Linked DNA regions of Mus musculus: all the other regions are linked to region 2. A link is a contact called in public Hi-C and HiChIP or PLAC-seq data. All regions are on one chromosome and are shown on one strand. The core of a region is the stretch at or near the end of the contact, and the rest is flanking DNA. Distances in the headings are between cores, read along the strand shown. Region 1 holds the start of Ppp1r13l (protein phosphatase 1, regulatory subunit 13 like). Region 2 holds the start of 9330104G04Rik (RIKEN cDNA 9330104G04 gene). Region 3 holds the start of Opa3 (optic atrophy 3).

The links. Hi-C and Micro-C count contacts between places; a contact is called where the count stands out from the background. HiChIP or PLAC-seq counts read pairs in DNA pulled down with a chosen protein or histone mark.
Region 1: an H3K4me3 HiChIP or PLAC-seq map of embryonic forebrain shows a contact between it and region 2, with 6 times the contacts expected there. The contact joins the promoter of Ppp1r13l here to the promoter of 9330104G04Rik in region 2. A contact is called at or near these places in 2 of 39 promoter capture datasets (cranial neural crest and frontonasal cranial neural crest) and 3 of 115 datasets of contacts at active chromatin or transcription factors (embryonic forebrain, embryonic midbrain and stem cell-derived neural progenitor cells).
Region 3: a contact with region 2 is called in a Hi-C map of B cells, with 8 read pairs. The contact joins the promoter of Opa3 here to the promoter of 9330104G04Rik in region 2. A contact is called at or near these places in 4 of 39 promoter capture datasets (cranial neural crest, hematopoietic stem and progenitor cells, maxillary cranial neural crest and 1 more), 1 of 484 Hi-C or Micro-C datasets (B cells) and 10 of 115 datasets of contacts at active chromatin or transcription factors (acute myeloid leukemia, astrocytes, differentiating embryonic stem cells and 4 more).

What each region holds. Positions count from the first base shown.
Region 1 is chr7:19,359,933-19,363,342 of GRCm38.p6, reverse strand. It overlaps Ppp1r13l (protein phosphatase 1, regulatory subunit 13 like), which reads right to left and starts at 2,127. Exons shown (of 13, transcript NM_001010836.3): 1 at 2,027-2,127.
Region 2 is chr7:16,873,165-16,876,354 of GRCm38.p6, reverse strand. 9330104G04Rik (RIKEN cDNA 9330104G04 gene) reads left to right here and starts at 1,469. Exons shown (of 2, transcript NR_152128.1): 1 at 1,469-2,143. It overlaps Dact3 (dishevelled-binding antagonist of beta-catenin 3), which reads right to left and starts at 1,038. Exons shown (of 4, transcript NM_001081655.1): 1 at 682-1,038. The coding sequence starts at 930.
Region 3 is chr7:19,226,194-19,229,658 of GRCm38.p6, reverse strand. It overlaps Opa3 (optic atrophy 3), which reads right to left and starts at 1,270. Exons shown (of 2, transcript NM_207525.3): 1 at 1,075-1,270. The coding sequence starts at 1,216.

The DNA of each region.
Region 1 (3,410 bases), core at 878-3,377, 2.5 Mb before region 2:
CAGTTCAGTGCTTGTGTAGCTAGCAAAAGGCCTGAGTTCAGTCCCTGAGGCCTGGGGTATTGATCGATCGATCGATCGATCGATCACACGCGGGCAGGTTCAGAGGGAGGGATGAAAACCCAGTGTATAATTTTTTTGTGAGAGTTCTTGGTCGGTTGGTTTATATCTCCCTGGCTTGTCTGGAACTCCCTCCTGAGTGCTGGGATTAAAGGCATGGGCTACTGCCACCACTGAGCTTATCTTGTCTCTCTCTCTCTCTCTCACTCTCTTTCTCTCTCTCTCTGCTATACTTAAACTCTCATTCCACCTGCCTCCACCTTCCCAGTGCTATGTACCCTAACAGTCTTTTTTATGCAGTGTTGGAGATTGAACCTGGGCTTCCTGCACGCTAGGTGAGCACTCTACTGGCTGAGCCACACATCAACCCCTTCCTTCTGCGCTTCTAAGAGCTGTGCGTTCTGTTGCCAGTGGTCTCAACCGCCTGAGCCTCTAGACCACAGGACCCTAATTCTCCCACCAGAGAGCAACAGTGACTATCCCCAGGAATGTAGGGCTACGGCAGGATGAGAGGCCCTGGAAGGTTCCAGACAGAAACTGGAAAGTTCCCAGGACCAGCCTCAGTTTCCCCATTGCTAGGGAGGCATCCTCTCGGGGGTCAACGAACTCCACTGAAGGTGGAACTCGCTGTTTCTACCTTTGGGTGATTGCCAAATGCCTGTGTGGACAGAGAGACCCATCCTGACCTGAGCCTGGCAGGACACACACAGCCTGTGCTGGCAGCTGTGGCTATTGTTCCTTAGCTTCATTTCAGGCTGTCACTCCAGCCCAGGCATTCGCAAACACCCTCCCTCTTCAGACCCTTCTCCCCCACCAGCTTCGTAATCCCCCTACATAAGGGCTCAGAGGTGGAGAGACAGTGGGAGGTGCGTGCCTGCCCCTGCCCTCTCCCTGGCTCAAGGACAGACAGACACCTCCAGAATTAGCCTCCCTCCCTCCCTTATCTCCCATAATACCTCAGGTCAGACAGATGGAAGTGGAGGCAACATGCCTCACCTCTGGGTCACAAGGAGCCCCACCCCAGGAGGAAGAAGGTTAATTAGAAAAGCTGGTGGCAGTGAAGGAATTCCTTCCACACACAGACAGCTGTCACAAGAGCGAAGGAGACGTCCAATTCAACTGCCTGTATGGCCCGCCAGCCTGTTTACCACTTCCATTCTCTGTAACGCATAACGCAGCAGTACACGGCCACAGAAGCCTACCAGATCCAGCCCTGCAGTCCTGTTATTCTGCCCTGGGCTCTAGAATGACTTTACCAAACACCACCTATTTCCCATCCCGTGGGGGCAATAAGAGGTCTGACTCCCGCTTCCGCTAGGGGGCGCTCCTGGGCGAATGTGACTCCTCTGGTTAGGCAGGTCTGACGCCCCAGCTAATGACATGTTGGGGTTCGCTCAGCGGCACAGAAGAGGTTGGAGAGCTGCCCCGGCTTCTCACTCCCTGCCCCCATCCCAAAACCAGAAGGTGGGGTGTAGCGCACACAGCCTCCTGAGAAACCCACGCCCCTCGTGCTTGTCCCACTCTTTTCGAAGACCAGGATCCACTAGTCCAGTGCCACTAATTTTACTCAAACACCTAGTGGTTCGGTGCTGAAGGCAGCTGGAGGGTGACCGGGCGCCGGACCATTCTAGAACGTCCTGATCTCCCACATCTGCCCCAAATACAGAGACCCGGGACCTCAACAGCACCCTAAGACACTTCCAAGGGTCCCCAATTAAAGTATTCAAAAAATTCCAGCTCCAATAACTCCCCAGGACCAAGGGCTCCGAGCACCACTAAGAGCAGATGTCCAAACCCCCTATCCATCTGCCCAGTAAAGTCGGCACCCCAGTTCCTTCTTTCCAGGGATCCAGGCGTGAGCTCCCCACACTATTCCCCTGGACTTAAGGTCCGAGTTTCCAATAAGTCTTCCCAGGAACGCGGTATCCGGTTCTGGGGTGGCTGGACCCTGGGTGGGGGTGGAACTCACGCGTCGGGGCAGATCCTGGCACCGGGGGGCTTTTCCTCGGGCTCCGGCTCCGGCTCCAGCGGCGGGGAGCGGAGGACGGGGCGGGGCAGTCGCCTGGGAACAGGTTAGACGACGTGACTCTGACTGGAGGGAGGCGTGTCCCTCGGAGGAGGGGGAACTGCGGTTGCCTGGAGCACCTTGGGATTTGTAGTCCCGAATGGGCGAGGCGCCGCCAGGGACACTTCCATTTGGAGTCAGACGCGATCCATTTGACAGTCAGCCAGAGCTAGGTCCAGAAGATCATGGACGTCCTGGACGGCGAAATGCACAAGAATTTAGACCCTCACCTCACTATGGGTACAAGGGAAGAACCCCTGAGCCCTTTCCCACTCCTCCAGGCTCAGTGTCCCCTTGCCTGAGTGAAGATTTGGACACTTAAGGAGGAGATGGGAGGCGCGGAGAAATTCACACGACCAATACTATGGCGAGAAAAGGACCCACCTTAATCAGGACTCCAAGCCCCGGGTTATCTGTCTAAATAAAACAAAAAATAAAAATAAGGGGCCTCTAATCCTAGTACTTAAGAAGCAGAGACAGGCGCACCTCTGAAAGTTCAAGGCCATCCTGATCTACACAGCGAATTCCGAGCCAGCCTGGACTACATAAAGAGACCCTGTCTCAAAAAAACAAAACAAAACATCACAGCATTGGCGATTTACTGGCGTGCCTAGCAACAAGCTGAACTACAATCCCCAGCAGACTCCTGACCGACGTCCATCGCCAGCCACCTTCGAGTTATCTGGGAATTGGAGTTTTGAAGCCCACAAAGGGCGAGCCCCAGAGTTTCTCGCCCACGCGCGAGGGTGGACACATAGTCTGGAGATTCCTGGCGGAGGGAACACTCCTTCGTAGCCTTGGTGACCTCTGTTCTCAAAAGCCTCAGAAGAAGGGGGGAGCATCCCAATGCTGGAGGAGTCTCCAAAATCTCCGCAGAAGGGGCGGGCAGCGACGCTGACACACCGGCCAGGAATGCAGTCGAGTCTCCCTGTCTCGCCACCGTCCCGCGGCTCCACCCGCCACCCCATGCGCTGCAGTCCTGCTGGGAGGGGGCGTGGGCACGTCCCCCAAATCCCACGTGCACGCGCCGCTGTTTACTTGGGCCGCGGAGCAGACAGGGACCGACCAGCTGCACCTCTACCTGCCTCGGAACCGTGAGGAATACTTCCCATTCCGGACACTAAGTCCACGAGGACATCTACAAGTCTTCCCTGACACTAACCCTCACCCCGTTTCAAGCCAGGCTCTGGGGCTCTGGGGTCCGAGGCTCCTCCCATGACTCTGCAGACTCCTCCCCCTCAGTTTCCCGCTTCCCCTAGACTTCAGAAGCTCCGCCTCTGATTGCTAT
Region 2 (3,190 bases), core at 220-2,719:
AATCATACTCTCTCTCCCCTCACTCCCTAGCTATCTTCACCTGGCCTCCCCGTGTTACTGAGCCATGGGACCAAGTAGAAGAAAGAAGTGTCATTGGGTTGATCAAAATGCCCCCGGGGGTCCTCAGGGACTGTTCGGGGGTTTCTCAGCAGCCGGTCTCTCTCTCCAGAGGCCTGAAGATTCCCCTTCCCCCACCCCGCCCCCTCCAGGGATCTCCAAGCACCCCGAGACTTAAGGAAAGATGAAGATGGATTCCGGGTAGCGGGGCCCAGAGGGAGGTTATGTTTGAATGCCGGCTGTGTGACCTTGGGTGAGTCTCTTCCTGTCTCTAAGCCTCAGTTTTTTTCTCTGTAAAATGGGGACTTTCAAACCCTCATGAAATAGGAAATCTGTAAGAAGACGAATGTTTGGTTTAACACACACTAGGCATCCAGGACGGTTAACAGGGTCCATGCTGAGTCCAACGGAGGCCGTGCATCCTCCCTATCAGCTCTATTTGGGGGTAGGAAAAGCCAGGTCTCCAGTCTTATCTCTTTCCCCCTGCCTGCTCCCCTACCCTAGGACCGGTGTGCTGAGCATACACTACCAAGACAGACAGACGGACACAGGAGCAGGGAGGTGGGGGAACGAATGGGGGAGGGAGGAATGCATGGATGGACGCACGGACAGGCGACCCCTCACCAGCTGCTCCTCCAGGGCTGCTGCGGCCCTGCGCGCCGCTGCCGCATCCTCGTCCTCCTCGGCGTCCTCCTCGTCCTCAGCCTCGGCGCCCCCCATCCCGGGCTGGGCCAGCCGCAGCGCCTGCTGCACGCGGTACTCCTGCCTCTCTCGGAGCCAATGCAACTCGCAGAGCCCGGCCAGGCTGCCTTCCAACCATCCCCGCAGCCGACCCCGCTCCGGGCTCACCGGGAACGAGAAGGCCCGGATCATGGCTGCGGCCCCCCGCCCCAGCCCGGCCGGGCCCCACGGCCGCCCCTCTCGCCGGTCCCACCTCCCCGCCCCAGCAGCCCGCCCGCCCGCTGGCCGGGCTGTCACCGTCTCATCTGCATAGGCGCCCGCCCATTGGGCCGCCCACCCGCGCCTCATCTACATGACCACGCCCCTGAAGGCACGACAACGACCTACTATTGGTTGTTGCCTTCCGTGACGCAGGGCTCCGCCCCGCCCCATTTTTCCTTAACAACGCATGCCCAGGACTACCTACGGGGGTATCAGACTCGCCACGCCCCTTTGTGCGGCGATCCTGGGGCTGTGGCCACGCCTTCTTTATAATCACAATGAAGCAAGCCCGCCCTTGCTCCAATTTCATTGGTGCCAGTCGCTTGGTTCTGGAGCTGGTTCCGCCCCCTTGCGGGCGAGCGCTGGCTGCCATTGGGCTCTCCAGGTCCAGGGAAGGGTGGTCTATAAATAGAGACTGGATCCACGTGACAGCTCCGCAGCTGCTCTTGCCGCCCCTCCCAAACTTTCAGCTTCTGAGTCTGCGCAGAAGGATCATCAGTGATGATTGAATCCGGATCACGCCTCCTCTTCCAGGCAGCTTTCCCAGACCCTCAGAAGTAAAGCGGATTGAACATCTTACGGTTTGATTATGCTTTTAAGCAGGACCTGTTCAAACCGGCTCTGTAATTCCATCATAGGGGAGGCTGAACCAGGAGGAGAATTGAGAGTTCAAGGCCAGCCTAAACTACATAGTGAATTTCAAGCTAGTTTGGATTACACAGCGAGTTTCTGTCTCATCAAAACAGCACATTTACGGAATTACAAGACCCTGGGTGAAATATTCTATGCTTTGACCAGAAGAGAATCTGAGGTCTTTTTTGTCTTCCAGGTGCGGTGGAGCTGAGTTCCACCAGTCTGAGCTCGCAGGGGCCTTTGTTCACGGTTCTAAGAGGCTTTGTTCTCAGTCTTCTGAGATGCTCTGTTCTCAACGTTCTGAAGTTCTAAATCTGAGCCTGCCTGCTTTCGAAGGCTGCATTCTGCCTCTTCTCACTGGGCAAGCCGGGCTAGCGCCCCCTCACGCGGCCAGCATGTGTCACTACACCCGGTGTGTCGGCAACGTTTGTGAAATAGCCCATTTCTCAGACGGACCTTTGACTCCTTAAAAGCTCAGATCTGGAAGGGAGGATGGGGCCGTAGAATCGCGGTGAGTTCGAGGCCAATCTGGGCTAACTATGACAGCCTGTCATTGAAAGAAAAATATAGTGTGAAACTGTCTTTTATAATGTTTTATGATCATCTGGCAATAACCAACTTTGATGTGGTGAGTCTATGCCACTTTAAGGCAGAGTAACACTAGGAAACGTATTTGGTCTCTCTGTGCTCTTCATCTACATCTAAAAAAAAGTTATTCTGAACGTTTAACAGCATAATTATGTTTTGTTTTGCTTTTTGAGGGTTTCACTAAGTAACCCTGGCTGAACTGTAACTATGTAGACCAGACTGGCTTGTTACTTTCAGACCACCTCTGGGTTGTATCTGACTCCCCCTACTCCAGTGCTCGTATTAAAGGAGTGGGTCACCACGTATAACCCTGTTATTTTTTATTATTTTTTTTTTGGAGTAACAGCTTCTACCACTCATAAAGAACTGAGTCTTGGGCATGGTGAGTCATATCTGTAATCCCAGCACTGGAGAAATGGCTCCGTGATTTAAGAGTGCTGTTGCTCTTCCAGAAGACCTGGGTTCGGTTTCTGGCACACAGAGAGAAAAAGAGGCTCACAGTCCTCTTTAACTCCAGCATCAGAGGATCCACTGTCCTCTTCTGGTCTCCTCAGGCAACTGCACTCTGTGCGTGAGTGCACACATACACCACACACTGAAATATTTAGTCTTGCTGGGCAGTGGTGGCGCACACCTTTACTCTCACAGCACTTGGGAGGCAGAAGTAGGCAGATTTCTGAGTTTGAAGCCAGCCTGGTCTACAGAGTGAGTTTCAGGACAGCCAGGGCTACACAGAGAAACCCTGTCTCAAAAATTTTTTTAAAATTTTTTTTTCATGGTGCCAAGAGTGGTGGCTCAGGTCTGCCACTCTCGTGCTCTAAGTGATTAGGCAGGAAGATCTGCAGGTCCAGACTAGCCTGGGCTACATGGCAAGACCAAACAAAAGACTGGAGATGAGGCGCAATAGTTGAGGCTTTGTCTAGAATCCTACTAGTTTCAGCCCCCAGTACATGAACAGTCATGGCAAATG
Region 3 (3,465 bases), core at 21-2,520, 2.4 Mb before region 2:
TCTGGTGAGATTCTCCTCACCCTTCAGTCTCAGTTGGAATATTCCCTCTACCCGGAAGTGCTCTTTGTACTCTATGTCAGGTCAGGTACCTAGTGGGCTCTGCCATCCCATCTAGATTGTCACTGTATGAGTCTTGGTTCGACAGACTGGTACTGGCGTAGATAGACCCTGTTGTTTTATAAGCAGGGTCAGCTCAAAACAAACACTCATCATATCATTTATAAGCTACATGGGGCGTTGGACAAACATGAACGGTAGTTCTCGGTAAATTACAAAGACTTCCCCCTCGTCTCTGCTTTACAGAGATCAGTCTTTTCTAGGAGCACACATCTGGTGCGTTTGCGAAGCAAGTGAGGTCTTTGCTCAGGAGACTCCCTTGGCTCACCCGGCTGCTCTAAACTCGAGTCTGCCTACAGTTCCTGACATAATGCGGACATATTAGGACCGTATCTTTCCCAGTGTCGGGCTAAGAAGCCTGCACGGTGCGGCTACCGAACGAAAAGGATCGGTGTGAGGAAACTCATAAATAAACGGAAGGACGCCCATTCTGGGTTCATCCTTTTGCCAGGTCGCAAGATTCCAACACTATCACGACCCTAACTCAGTGTAAAACTAACGCACAAGCTCTGTGCTCTAAACCCAGGGTGATACGCAAATCACCCACAGGGCCGAAGGGAAACTGAGGGACAAACTGGGGTTTCTGTAGTCAAGTGTCTCTCTTAAGGATGGCTCCGAAGCGGATCGCTAAGGGGACTTCTTCTCGGTCCCGCCCCTAACTTCTGACAATAAGCTCCACCCTGGTGTTTCTCACACCTCATCCTATTGGCTGGTGTAGACGTCAACCGCCAGAAGCCCTCTTCTCTATTGGCTTGCATTCCAAACTCGCGCGGTGACGCCCCTGACTGCTCTCCCTTCTTCCCTATTGGGTCAGTGACACGCCCCTCTAGCAGAAGCCATCCTCATTGGCTATAGCGTTTTGCCGGTTCGCGCCGGGATTGGTCAAGCACAGACGCCGTTCCCCTGAACTAGAAAGATCGGGAATGGAAGGGCTAGAGGCCTTGGGGTGAGACTCACGCTGGGCTGGCGGTAGGCAGATGTAGGTCTTGAAGAACTCGCTGCGGCGGGCAGCATCCTTGATACGGTTGGCCAGCGGCTTGCTAACCTGCCGGATGCCCAAGTAGAACAGCTTCGCCATGGGGAACGCGCCCACCACCATCTCGGCGGCCGCCCTGGGGCACGCGCAACCTTGCTGACTGGGCGGGGCGCCGCCGACCTCGCCGTTCCTCCCCCACCCGCCCGTGGGCCGTGCGTGCTTGCGTAAGGAAGGACTTGCCTACGTGCCTACGTAGGAGCGTGCGTTTGCACGCTCGCGGCGGAGGTGGTGGGGAGGGTGTTTGTCTGCTGGGGGGGGGGCGGGCGCTCGTGACGTCGCCGCGTCGACGCCTCGACGTCCGTACGTTGGGTATGCAAATGTGCGGCGGAAGTGAAGCGTCAGAGGGCGGTGCCGTTAAACGGCCGCTCGTGGGAGCGTGGCCGGAGCCCTAGTCCCGACGTACTGACGTCACCGCGTCTTGCGTGATGTCACGTACTGAGTCGATTTCCCTGCCCATAGGAGGCGCCTGGTGAGTCCCAATTAAGTCTAAAGAGTCGGGGTGCGCCTTCCCGGCGGTTAGTGCCCTCGCCGGGGAGGGGAGCGAGTCAGCGCGTAGTCATACAGACCTGCCGCTTTACTCACTCTCTGAAGTTGGAGGAGTGACTCAACCCTTCAGGAAATCGGTTCGTTCTTTTTTTGTTGTTGTTTTTTTTCCCCTAATTGTTTTTAAAAGCCGGTCTCGTGTAACCCAGCCTGGCTCCGAACTCAATGTGTAGCCTACGCTGTCCTTGGAACTCCTGATCCTCCTGTGTCTGTGCCGCAGTGCGGTGCTGGGATCACAGCCCTGCGCTACACGGCCCAGCATTGATGTCAGCATCCCCGTGAGCAAAATGTCACACATAACAGTACCTGTCTTGTGTTTTCTGTGTTGTGAGGCTTGTGTCTCTGAACCCCAAGGCATTTCCCATCTTAGGAGGGGGGCTCCACCACTGAGCAAAAGACTCCAGCTCCTCCCAGGGGGGAGGGGGTTAGGCGGTGACTCTATCGCTGCGCCATGCTCACTGAGTGGCTCTACTAGTCAGCTTTGTGTGTGAATCCTGAATGTAAAACACAGGAAGTAACTACATGTAGAGCATGTCCCGCAAAGCCCAAATGTGCACTACAGCTAATCCATCCTTTTCCCAAGTAACCGAGTGAAAGACTGAGGGTCCCATAAGAACGGGGTGACACGGGGCTTCTCAGCCACCACATTGCCTAATATCACTGGTTCTCAAGCAGCCTGACTTCCTCCTTTGGAGGGTAAGGGTCCCCAGGGAGCTGGCTCAGGAAGGAACTTTAAGGACATGTCCCAGACTGTCCTCCCTTACCCAGCAGGGAGCAAAATCATATAAACAAAGTCAAGACTTAGTTGAGAGAAATTCCTGGATGGTGGCGTGAGGATGGGTAGTTGGGGACGGGAAGGGACCGGAAGGCAAAGGAGCAGAGGGGTCGTGGCTATCAAGAGAAAAAACTGGTGACACATAGCCAAGGGACCCCGGACTTTCCCATCAGTGCCTTTGGTCAAGTCCTCGCATCAGGGGACCCGTGCTTCATTTATATTGGTGGCAGCTGGGCCTGGTGTCACACAGCTGTCATGGAAGCACTCAGGAAGCTGAAGCAGGAGGATGGAATGTTCTAGGTCAGCCTGGACTACATAATGAATTCAAGGTCAGCCTGGGCAACTTAGTGAGTCCTGACTCAAAATAAAATGTACAAAAATAAAATAAGATGTCCATCAAAGAGGCAAAGTGTAGCTGTGTTTGGTAAAAGCTCCTGCCTAGCTTTTATAAGACCCTGGGTTCGATGTCCACTACTGGGAAGAAATCAGGAGGGCTGGAGAGATGGCTTAGTGGTTAAGAGCACTGACTGCTCTTCTGAAGGTCCTGAGTTCAAATCCCAGCAACCACATGGTGGCTCACAACCACCCATAATGAGATCTGATGCCCCCTTCTGGTGTGTCTGAAGACAGCTACAGTGTACTTACATGTAATAATAAATAAATCTTTAAAAAAAAATCAGGAAGAGCATATGTGACCTTGACATCTAAATTATTAAGAATGTCCGGATTTTTTTAAAGATTTGTTTGTTTGTTTATTTATTTATTTATTTATTTAATGTGTGAATACATTGTCACTGTCTTCAGACACACCAGAAGAGGTCAATAGATCCCATTACAGATGGTTGTGAGCCACTATGTGGTTGCTGGGAATTGAACTCAGGACCTCTGGAAGAGCAGCTAGTGCTCTGACCGACTGAGCGATCTCTCCAGCCCTGAATGTCCCGAGTGTTGAGAACCACTTTTGCAGGAGTCCTTCTGAAGACGTGTGTCTGGT